Regions from separate parts of the Macaca mulatta genome. Here regions 2 and 3 are each linked to region 1. Evidence: chromatin contacts called from public Hi-C data. All regions are on one chromosome and are shown on one strand. Each heading gives the region's core, a stretch centred on a gene start, on an enhancer-like site or on the middle of the called end of the contact. The rest is flanking DNA. Distances are from core to core; before and after follow the strand shown.

Region 1 (3,590 bases), core at 467-2,966:
AAACATTAATGGGAGAAATACAAGCATTTCACCATCCCACCTTTTATCCTAAGTACATGTGAATAGATATGGCCATTTATTAGAGGATATTCTTGATTAAGTGGATACTTGGATTAGAAAAATAATCTTATTTTCCAACTCGGCCATTCTGATTTTACCCAAATGAAAAAGTGGTGCATGTTTTGGGGAGAAGAATTGCTCAGCTACTGATGCCGGAACCGAACTGTAGTACTGACTTATTTTTTGTACCCTGTTCATCTTTTCCCTTTCTCACTGCTGGTGGCTAGAGACAGGGAGTAAGATATCTTCTTTACAACCTGTTAAAAGTAGTATGCTCAGCCTCTAGTGGGATGAAATTCGTGGTAATGATAAAGTTACCAGAGCCTATGCCTCCTTGAACTGAAAAGCTTGTCAGATCTTTTCTGGGTTGCTAATGAGTGTGTCCCAGAGGCCAATCCAGGTTTTGTAGGACCTGAAGCCTACACAATTTGGAAGACACGATTAAGAAAACAATTCGAAAATATCTTTTGAAAGTTTTGTAAAAACGATATGATTTTGTGAACGCACAAGGGCCCGTGCAAGTGACGGACCTTTCAATTCAAGCTTGATCAACGTCACTGTCATCTGCCCCTTCTGACCCTACCACCAGGCAAGGGCTTTCCACGCCTCATCTCTCGGTTCCCACACCATCACCCTAAGAAACAGTTACTATATCTCCTAACGATATACTATATATAGTATATAATTTGTATAAGCATACAGTACTCATGAAAACAAGCCACATAGAGCACAAATACGTTAAATATCCCGTCCAGCCCGAATGACCCTTTCTCTCCACGTCCCTGTACAGCCTCCCAAGACGGTAGTCCTGGGGCTCGAGGCGCCACAAGAGTGGCACCGAGTTCGGATTGTCTTGAGCAGGTCGAAAGGAGGGGGCATATGGGGAAAAAGCAGTCAAACTGGAGAGTCTGGAGCGGCCCCCGGTACAGTCCCAGGAAAAGCGGACTCCCCCGGGCCCCCAGGCCCAGCAAACCAGCGCCGGGAAGGCGCCTCTGCCTGCTCCGCGGCGCGCATGCTCCGTGTTAGGCCTCTCGGGCTACTCGGGATTATGAGCGCCGGGCCGAGGGGGCGGGCCGAGCCTCGGCTGCTGGGACCCGGGGCTCGGCGGCGACACCGAGGCACTCTGTGCGGCTGCTAAACGGGCGGCAGCGGCGGCCGGCGCTGTGCGCGCCATAGTGAGGCTCGCTCGCCCGACGCGCACTCCGGGTCGGTCCCCAGAGCTTTGTGGAGGTGACTCGAGTGGGCAGGGCCGGGCGGCGCTGTCGGCTGGGAGGGCAGGGAGGAGGCGATGAGGAGACAAGCAGCCGCCGCCGCTGCTCACCGCCCGCCGCGGCCGTAGCGGGAGTCGGGGCGGGGCTGGGCCAGCTGTACCCCTGCCGGGCCGCGAACCCAGACAAAGGAGGAGGAGCCGCCCCAGAAGCGGGCCAGCGCCGCCGGGAAAGGAGGTCACCGCCGGGGGTCGCCCGGACTCGCGGATCGCCGCGCTTCCTCTGCGGGCACTGCAGGAGGCGAGGGCCGCCCCTGCGGAGGAAGTCGACCCCGGGGTCTCCGCCTGCCCGCCGGCGCCGCCTCCCAGCCGCCTCGGCCGTAGCCTCGGTCCGGGCGGGAGGCGGCGGCCGCCGGCGAGGCAAGGCGGCCCGCGCCCTGCCTGTCAGGCCACCGGCCCGGCCCGCGGGCTGCCCCCGATGCGGAGGCGCTGTCGCCGGGGCCATGCAGCAGGCGCCGCAGCCTTACGAGTTCTTCAGTGAGGAGAATAGTCCGAAATGGCGGGGACTGTTGGTCTCGGCCCTGCGGAAGGTCAGTGCTGGGGCCGGGGCGGCCGGCGGGTTGGGGGCCGGGCCCGTGGTCCCCTGGGCTTCTAACGGGGAGCAGCTTGTTCCTCCCACAGGGCTCGAGTCCCGGGGCCGAGCAGTTTCTCGTTGGCTGGCAATGGGGGCTCACAAATGCCTGTTGCATTCTGAAGGACGTTTCTCAAGTTTTTTTGCCTGGTCCCGGAAGGAAGGTTTTGTTATGATCATAAAACTGGATTTCATGTTGCAGTCATTTCGTCAGGCTACTTCCGCCGTTGACCAATTTGTTGTCCTCAGGCTGGAATCGGGCAAGAGAAAGTCCCGCTGGTATTTAGACAGTTTCTAAAACAAAAGCACATTTTCAGGTCGGGTAATTACTTTTAATTAAGTTCTTTGGGAGTGTTTCCCCTAGGCGGTTTGCTTGTCAAGGGTATCCACTTATGAGGCAATGGTTTTTTGTAATATGGATGTTTCACATGTGTGAAATGTCAGTGAGTCATGATATTCTTATTCATTTTACAGTTCTAAAGGTACATTTAAAGCGCCTTCCCACTTCCTGCAGACGGTGTCTTACCTGTTTACAAGAGATTACCCTTAGAAAATTTGGTGTCTTCACGACCAAATTGCGATTTAGGACTTGAAATCATTTTAAGGAACAAAAAGGGGGCAACTCCTGCAAATCAGTCTTTCACGTTTGGGTGCATTGCTAGGGTGCATCTTTCCTGTAGATGGTGGTGGTCTTCTTCTGAATTTAGGTACTAACCATATGATCATTTTTATAATAAATCCTTTTGTAGGATCAAGACATTTAAAGACTGAATAGGTGCGGGATCAGCTATCATGCCTGCTGAGCAGGGGCTTTCTTTGCCATTAATGCAAACTTAGTCCTTTCTGCCTTTTGTGCAAAATAACCAAGAATACATTCTAAAATAATAAAGAAAAAATAAAGATTAATTTAAGAGACTATACTTGTAAAATATATCCTCATACATTAAATTTCTATAAATGAAAGGAAGTAGTGTATTTTAAAGTTAAAGACATTTTCCTCATGCGTTGAGAGTTGCAGATTTTCCATTATTTTCATAATTCTTACAAGGAAGTATTGCTTTCCTCAGGGCAAACACCAAGTCGTATCTTTTTAAAGAACCTGGCAGAGATGACTATTGGCAGCTAGACAGTTATTCCATTGGTATACTAAGTGCTAAAGTATTAAATTGACCTTACTTCCATGTGCAGCCCAATTCTGTAAGGAAAGGGGAAGAAATGAAAAGTGTGCTGAGTGGTGATAATGAACTCTGGCCTGAATTAAAAGCAAAGGGGGAAATGTGTAGATAGTAATTAGCCCTTTGACCACAGGGAAGTGTGAGTGTAGTTATCAGGTAGGCCTATATTGTTGGCAGTGTGATGCAGGTGTGTACCCGTTTATAGTTTTCTGGTAGCAAATAGTATTTGAGTGTGTGTTGCATAACTTGTTCAATAGGTAACTTTGATTCTAATAATCTCTCATGTCCCGAAACAGATTTATGTTTTCTTTTTCTTTAAATAGAGAAAGGGTTATACTATGTTGCCCAGGCTGGTCTTGAACTTATGGCCTCAAGCAGTCCTCCCACCTCTGCCTTCCAAACTGCTGGGATTGCAGGCCTGAGCCACCTCGCACCAGACCCAGATTTTTTTTTTTTTTTTTCAAGTTAGGCTAGAGACAAAGCCAAGATTAGCATCCAATCCTAGTCCATTGCTTTG
Region 2 (3,590 bases), core at 522-3,021, 110 kb after region 1:
GTTTTTTTTTTAATTTATTCAAAAAAAGACATAGTATTTTAGTACTTTTTACAAATAATGCTCTTACAAAAATGCTACTGATCAAATAAGCTTTTAAGAATTGGAAAAATAAAAATACAAAAGTCCTTCACCATTATCCTCAGGTGATCAGTAGCATTGCCTTGTCTTGGATCCTCAGTGCTGCCAAAAGGCCAGTATAAAGAATTTATATTTGCACTGTAAACTCTGCAAAAATATGGTTTACAGTGACATGATTGCACTGAAAAGGGATAGTGCTTTTGTGAAATTTTTCAAATTTGAGTAATAGATGCCTTTTTAAGGCAGTGAATTTACACAAATATGGGAGGGGTATATGGTGTTACTGATTTTTAGACCTCTTTGACCATCTTCTAGTTTTTACTTCTAGTTTTTACATCTAGGAGAATTGTGAATAACACCAACTGTTCTTAAACTCTTTAATTCCATGTCTTAAATGCCGGTATTTGCTGCTGAAGACAAAAATGAAAAGTAGGATGAAAATAATAGAATGGCACTGTAAGTGTTTATTATTTTGTCAAAATGTAATCAAAGACTACATAACCCAATGATGGAGGTAAAAAGGGCATGTATCTCATTCAGATGTGCCTTTTGTTTTTGCAGACTATGATGTCTTTAGCTAATGAATTGCCTATTGTTATGGAAAACAGTTAATATGCCATGTATGTACAGTTTTGTTTATATTGTATATTTAAAGATACTGCTAATCTATATAAATTTAAGTGACTTGAGGCCTATAATACAATCTGCTACTTTACTAATTCATAAATTCAAAAAAAATTCTATGGCATAGGAACCAACTGCCTTGCCTTCAACACCTAGTAACTTTCTCTATAAATCTCGTGTTAACTGAAATTTTTTTTAAATATATTTTTTAGATTGGTAATATTTAAACCAGCAAATACTTAAAGCTTTATTAAATGTTTTAATCAGATAAGTGAGTAAAACTTTTATTTGCCATTTGGATGCCTTTGTTCAAAGTGATAAAGAGTGTTTTGCTGATAGTGCTGTAGCAGCAGTTGTAAAGTAGCCAAAAGCCACGTTGTTTATTTACTGGTCTGTGGCCTTTTACTGTGCTTTGTATCAGAGTTCTTAACAAGATTAATAAATCACCCCAGTCTTAATTTTAAAAGACTTTTAAAATATGTGTTTTCATTATAAGGAACAAAGGGGGAGATTGTTGAGTCCTGTAGAGAGACACACACACACACACACACACACACACACACACACACACACATTTTTCTTCAGTGTTAAATGTGAGCTGCAGGCTTCTAGCAACCACTTTTTTGAATTCATACAAAAAACTAGGAGCATACTAGGAACTTGAAAAGGAAGATTGTAAGATTATAGCCATCTTTCGTAGGATCTTGGAAGCTGCTTGCATTTAAGCCTTGTAACTACTCTGTAAATCAAGTCTCCAACTAGGTAAACTCTGAGGTTGGCTTTGTTTTTTAAAGAGCAGATTATAATAGTAGTTTTGTCAAGAAAAGTGATTTAAACGGCCTCTTCGTTAAGCCAAACGTGTGATTTAGAGTAGAGCGGGGGCTGCCAAGCCCGTCGGGAAAGGCGGAGCCCCACATTCGGCCCCGCCCAGGTAACGCCGCCTTCCGGGCTTTGTTAACTCACGCGCGCTGCTGCGTCAACTCAGCCGCGGGGAGGGGGCGGAGCCGCAGGGCGGGGCGGTGCGCGCTGATGTGACGTGCCTGCGCGCGCCGCTTTCTGTTGCCGGCCGCGATGGCGGCTACGCCGGAGTCCTCGCTGGAGGACCCACTGGGGAGCTTTGTGCGCGTGTTGGAGAAGCGGGATGGTACGGTGCTACGACTACAGCAGTATGGCTCCGGCGGCGTGGGTTGCGTTGTTTGGGACGCTGCCATTGTCCTTTCTAAATACCTGGAAACGCCCGAGTTTTCTGGTGACGGGGCCCACGCGCTGAGCCGGCGGTCGGTGCTGGAGCTGGGTTCGGGTACCGGGGCCGTGGGGCTCATGGCCGCTACCCTTGGGTAAGAGCTGACGGGCGGGCGGGATGTGGGGGCACCTTCTTGCTGGAGAAATCCAGATTACAGGTTTTCCCGCCTGTGCTTACACCTCAGTCGACGTTATTTTATAGGGCTGATGTTGTAGTCACCGATCTTGAGGAATTGCAAGACTTGCTGAAGATGAATATTAATATGAACAAGCATCTTGTCACTGGTTCTGTTCAAGCCAAGGTACTGAAATGGTTTGTATGGCCTTTCAGCTTGTTTTAAGATATCGATTTGTAGTTTGTTTTAAATTGCGTTTCATTAAAAGGATGGACGGAGACTTTTCGGTTCTTTATAAAACAAGAGTATTTTGAATTATTAAAACAACAATTGAAATATTTGTTTGACATTTTTAAGGGGGGAAGAAATAGAAGGCTTTCCTTCTCCACCCGACTATATACTGATGGCCGACTGCATATACTATGAAGAGGTAAGTATTCAGTGAGTGAAATACCTTCATTTAGAAGATGAACCATATTTCATGGATTCTGAAGCACACGTTTCTTCACATTTTAACATCTTTGAATCCGGGATTTGCCTTATAGTTGATGCAGTAAAGAAAAGATAAAAGTCACCATGGACCATTTGTATATATGCTCATCATTAACATACCGGCCTGGTGAAGCATGTTGAGAAAAGTGTTACATGCATTTTACTCACGGCTTCTGTAAAAATTTTTAAAGGATTTTGTCAATTGGATGTTATGAAAAGCCAAAATCGTCTCTTTTTCCCTTGGTTGTTCCCAGGGAACATGTTAACCATGACATTGAGAATTAAGTTGTAAATAATTCACTGTTCTTTGCTTTAAATATCAGTTTGGACCGGGCGCAGTAGTTCACCCCCGTAATCCCAGCACTTGGGAGGCCAAGGCGGGTGGGTCACCTGAGGTCGGAAGTTCGAGACCAGCCTGACCTACATGACAAAACTTGTCTCTACTAAAAATACAAAATTAGCCTGGCGTGGTGGTGCATGCGTGTAATCCCAGTTATTTGGGAGGCTGAGGCAGGAGGATCGCTTGAACCCGGGAGGTGGAGGTTGCAGTGAGCTGAGATAGTGCCGTTGCATTCTAGCCTGGGCAACAAGAGCGAAACTCCGTCTCAAAAAAAAAAAAAAAAAAAAAAGGTGCATCAGTTTGTATAGTGTTGTGGGTATCAGTTATTTTAAAAATAATTAGCACTGAACCAAGTTAGGGTCAGATTTAACTTTTGTAGGGTAAATTGTTGATTATTTAAATCTCAAATTACATAAAATTAATCTCTTGAGTAAAGTTGATTACATTTGTTTTTCCATGAGAACTCCAAAATGCAGTTGTCTGAATCCTTTTTCTGGAAACCGAAATCAGCACATGGTTTAGTTAAGAGGAGCTTACCCAATCGTTAGTTACAGAGGGGTTTTTGTTTGTTTTAAGGTAGGGGTCTTGCTCTGTCACACATGTTGTAATGCGGTGGAGTGAGCATAGCTCACTGTAACCTTGAGCCCGTGAGACTCAGTCCTCCCATTCAGCCTCCTCAATAGCTAGGACTATAGGTG
Region 3 (3,590 bases), core at 701-3,200, 83 kb before region 1:
AATCACCTCCCACCCGGTTCCTCCCACAACACATGGGAATTGTGAGTTACAATTCAAGATGACAAGATGAGATTTGGGTGGGGACACAGCCAAACCATATTAATACTGTAGTACATCTACATTATGGAATGCCACTCAGTAATAAAAAGGAACTACTGATACAAGTAACAGTTTGGATGTATCTCAAGGGATTATGCTGAATGAAAGAGTCAATCTCCAAAAGTTACATACTGTATAATTACAATAATTACATTTATGTAACGTTCTTGATATAACAAAATTTTGGAAACAGAGAGTAGATTGGGTGGGGCTACAAAGGGAAGTTTTGGTTATAAAAGGGCAACTGGAGAGACCCTTGTGATGATAGACCTGGGCTGTACCTTGACTGTAGCGGTGGATACAAGAATCCACACACCTGATAACAATATATAACTAAATATACACAGAGAACACTAATACAAAATGAGGAATCTGAATGAGATCAATGGATTGTGTGAATGTCAATTACCTGGCTGTGATATCGTACTAGTTTTGCAAGATGCTACCACTAGGAAGACTGGGTACAGGGTACACAGAATCTCTATTCTTACAGTTGCATGGGAATCCACAATTACCTCACAAAGTTGAATAACCATCTCTTTTTTTCATCTGTGATGGAACAAGCAGGCAATATTCTACATTGTTTTAACAAATAAAGCAAACTATGTACCACTGTTCTGGTAGTAAAACCCTTTAACCATAATAAATGCCATCACGTAGCAAATGCTTCGCTGTGCTAAACACCTTATCTCGTGTAATCTGCTCAACGGCCCTAAGATTAGGGAGACACTGCTATCATTCCTAGTTCACAGAGGAGGGTCGGACGCAAAGAGGTGAAGTGATTTCCTGGAGCCACCTGACCAAAGACTGGAACCAAGATTCTAAGAGGCACACGAAGTCCTTCTGGTAATAAATTTGTGTCATTCTATTTGTTATGTTCAGCTGTGCTAACCCTAAAAATTAAAAACTGCCATCAAGCATATAGAATGGGCGTTAGTAACACCCGTGTTAGCACGGTGATGGTGAATCACATAATTTTAAGGAGTTAGAAGGTCCTTTAGACATTACGCAGCCCACTGCCCTCATTTTTACAGAATGGGAATCAGGTGAAGTGACCTGTACAGGTGAGTCGCTGCTCAGAGCCCGCACAGCACATTTAAAACTGATTTCGGTTCAGTACTCGAGAAAAGGGCACAGACTGATAAATGGTGGCAAAGACCGAGCTGTCTGGTTCATCCGGTACCCAACGCCGGGTCCAGTACAGAGCAGGCGCTCGATATTTACAAGACGAATCAATGACTGAATGAATAGCACCGCCAGGAGCCCCATAAAAGAAGTCCAGAAGACTACGGGCTGTCAGTCTTCGCTGTGACAAAGAGCCTCCGTGAGGACCGAGGACTAGGGACGGACAGGGAGCGCCCTTCCAGTGGACGCTCGACTCGGCTAGGGCCGGGACGGAGACGGTGGGTGCCCGGGCCCTCTCCCTCCCGCTGGCCGCGTGCAGGGCCGAGCGGGGGCGGGGGCGGGGCCGAAGCCGAGCCGGGAGAAAGAAGCCGCTGGGCCCACCCAAACAAGCATTTTCACCGTAATCCCGCCCTCAAAGTTTCTCCCGCGGCCCATATCCGCATGGCGGTGAAGGTCGAAGATGCGCGACCTAAAGGGCCAGGTTTTCGGTCAGCCCAGCGTTGGCGAAGAGCGAGGGCGGAACACAACGACCAGCCTAGTACCGCCCGGTTAGGGGCCTAGCTCCTCTACTCACAGCGTTGGAAGGAGGGAGCCAGCCCGCGTCCACGCGTCTGCGGCGCACTGGCCTGCCCTTCGCCCTCCGCCGCGCGCGCCCATTGGCCACCGCAGCCTCTCCCACATGGGGCGAAGGCGCGCACTTCATTGGCCCCCGCATGAGGGGCGGGGCTAGAGGACGCCGGTCTCCGGCCGTGGAGGGTCAAGTGGCGGCTTCTGAACGCTGAGGCAGGGGAGCGTAGGGGATGGTGCCGGCGCTGCGTTATTTGGTTGGTGCCTGCGGACGGGCCCGCGGGGGTTTCGCCGGGGGCTTCCTTGGGGCGTGCGGGTCGGCGTCTGGGAGGCCCCGACCGCTGTGTGGAGGTGGCCGCAGCGCCAGCACCAGGTGAGTGACAGCTGGTCCTCCCCGCCGCCTGCACTGCTGCCTCTCGCAGAGGCACCTGGTGGTGGACCTGTGCCTCTGTTCCTATTTCCCTGTCCCGGGGTGAGAGCAGGTTGGGGTCTTGTGGCGCTCCAACCTCGGATCCCAGGAGCTACCAACCTGCAGGTTCATTCGTTGTATTTACGGGCTGGAGGAAAGGCAGTGTATAGAGTAGAGGTCAAGAGTAGCTCTGGCTTTGAGCAACCCGTTCACTTGCTGTTGAACTCTGGGCTACTTAACCTCCTTAAGAGCTCAGTCGTGAATGGGACCTTAGCGTCTCCTGTAGGTGGTCGTTTGAAGGATAAAAGGACCTAGCACACAGTGTAAGCAATCAAATATGCTGTTTATTAGCTGGCGTCTTTGGCGTTGCTTGGAAGATCTGAATACAGTCTTAAATCAGTTCCTGGCACACCCCGCATAGAGTTTCCCCCATCGGAAGCAGCTCTTATGCTAATCAAAGCCCGCAGAATTCAGTGTCCTGTGATTTATAGTTTGGACGTGACTTTCGAAACCACTGTCTTTCTCTGCCCTCTGTAGAAGAAACAGTTTGTGTGAAGGCTGTAAGGCTTGGAGAGGTTTTGGCTATTTTGAGGACTAGAAGGTGGGCCATATGAGTGTGACTGAAGCTTAGTGGAAGACAGATGGTGTGGAATGACCCGGGAGAAGGACTACATCACAGCAAGGTTTTTATTTTATTTTAACCACACGTTAACTTTTATTCTAAGAGCCACGGGAAACTATTTAAAAGGGTTTTAAGAAGAGGCTACACTTTGGGAGGCCGAGGCGGGCGGATCGCCTGAGGTCAGAAGTTGGAGACCAGCCTAACCAACATGGCAAAACCCCGTCTCTACTAAAAATATTTTAAAAATTAGCCTGGCGTGTTGGTGAGCCCCTGTAATCCCAGTTACTCGGGAGCCTTAGGCAGGAGAATCGCTCGAACGTGGGAGGCGGAGGTTGCAGTGAGTCGAGATCGCGCCATTGCACTCTAGCCTGGGCAACAGAGCGAGACTCTGTCCCGCAAAAAAAGAAAGAAAGAAGAGACTAGCGATTAAATGTTGATGTTGTAAAAGTTGACTGGCTGCTGCGTGTTGGTGGATGAGGGGAGTAGAGTGGGAGACCAGTAATAGTGATTGTGATTTTTTGTGGGGCATGTAGACAGTTCTTTTGGGAAGCTTTTCTTAAGGAAAGAAAAGTAGGGCTAGTGAAAGTTTTGTTTATACTTAAAATGTTTTTTAAAACAATTTTTGGAGTCAGGGTCTCACTCTGTTGCCAAGGCTGGTTTGCAGTGGCACAATCATAACGCAGCCTCCACCCTCTTGGGCTCAAGTGATCCTCCCGCCTCAGCCCCCCTCCCCAACTCTTCCTGCCCTCCAGAAGCTGGGACCACAGG

The links. Hi-C and Micro-C count contacts between places; a contact is called where the count stands out from the background.
Region 2: a Hi-C map of blood shows a contact between it and region 1, with 3 times the contacts expected there. The contact joins the promoter of VCPKMT here to the promoter of SOS2 in region 1. A contact is called at or near these places in 2 of 14 Hi-C or Micro-C datasets (blood and cortical neurons).
Region 3: a contact with region 1 is called in a Hi-C map of blood, with 3 times the contacts expected there. The contact joins the promoter of L2HGDH here to the promoter of SOS2 in region 1. A contact is called at or near these places in 4 of 14 Hi-C or Micro-C datasets (CD4 T cells, blood, fetal cortex germinal zone and 1 more).

The regions. Positions count from the first base shown.
Region 1 is chr7:123,464,255-123,467,844 of T2T-MMU8v2.0, reverse strand. It overlaps SOS2 (SOS Ras/Rho guanine nucleotide exchange factor 2), which reads left to right and starts at 1,716. Exons shown (of 23, transcript NM_001260585.1): 1 at 1,716-1,857. The coding sequence starts at 1,771.
Region 2 is chr7:123,350,459-123,354,048 of T2T-MMU8v2.0, reverse strand. VCPKMT (valosin containing protein lysine methyltransferase) reads left to right here and starts at 1,771. Exons shown (of 6, transcript NM_001266438.1): 1 at 1,771-2,039; 2 at 2,147-2,257; 3 at 2,418-2,490. The coding sequence starts at 1,774. SOS2 (SOS Ras/Rho guanine nucleotide exchange factor 2) reads left to right here. Exons shown (of 23, transcript NM_001260585.1): 23 at 1-1,168.
Region 3 is chr7:123,547,720-123,551,309 of T2T-MMU8v2.0, reverse strand. It overlaps L2HGDH (L-2-hydroxyglutarate dehydrogenase), which reads left to right and starts at 1,950. Exons shown (of 11, transcript XM_001099959.5): 1 at 1,950-2,164. The coding sequence starts at 2,025. DMAC2L (distal membrane arm assembly component 2 like) reads right to left here and starts at 1,847. Exons shown (of 5, transcript XM_077940983.1): 1 at 1,799-1,847.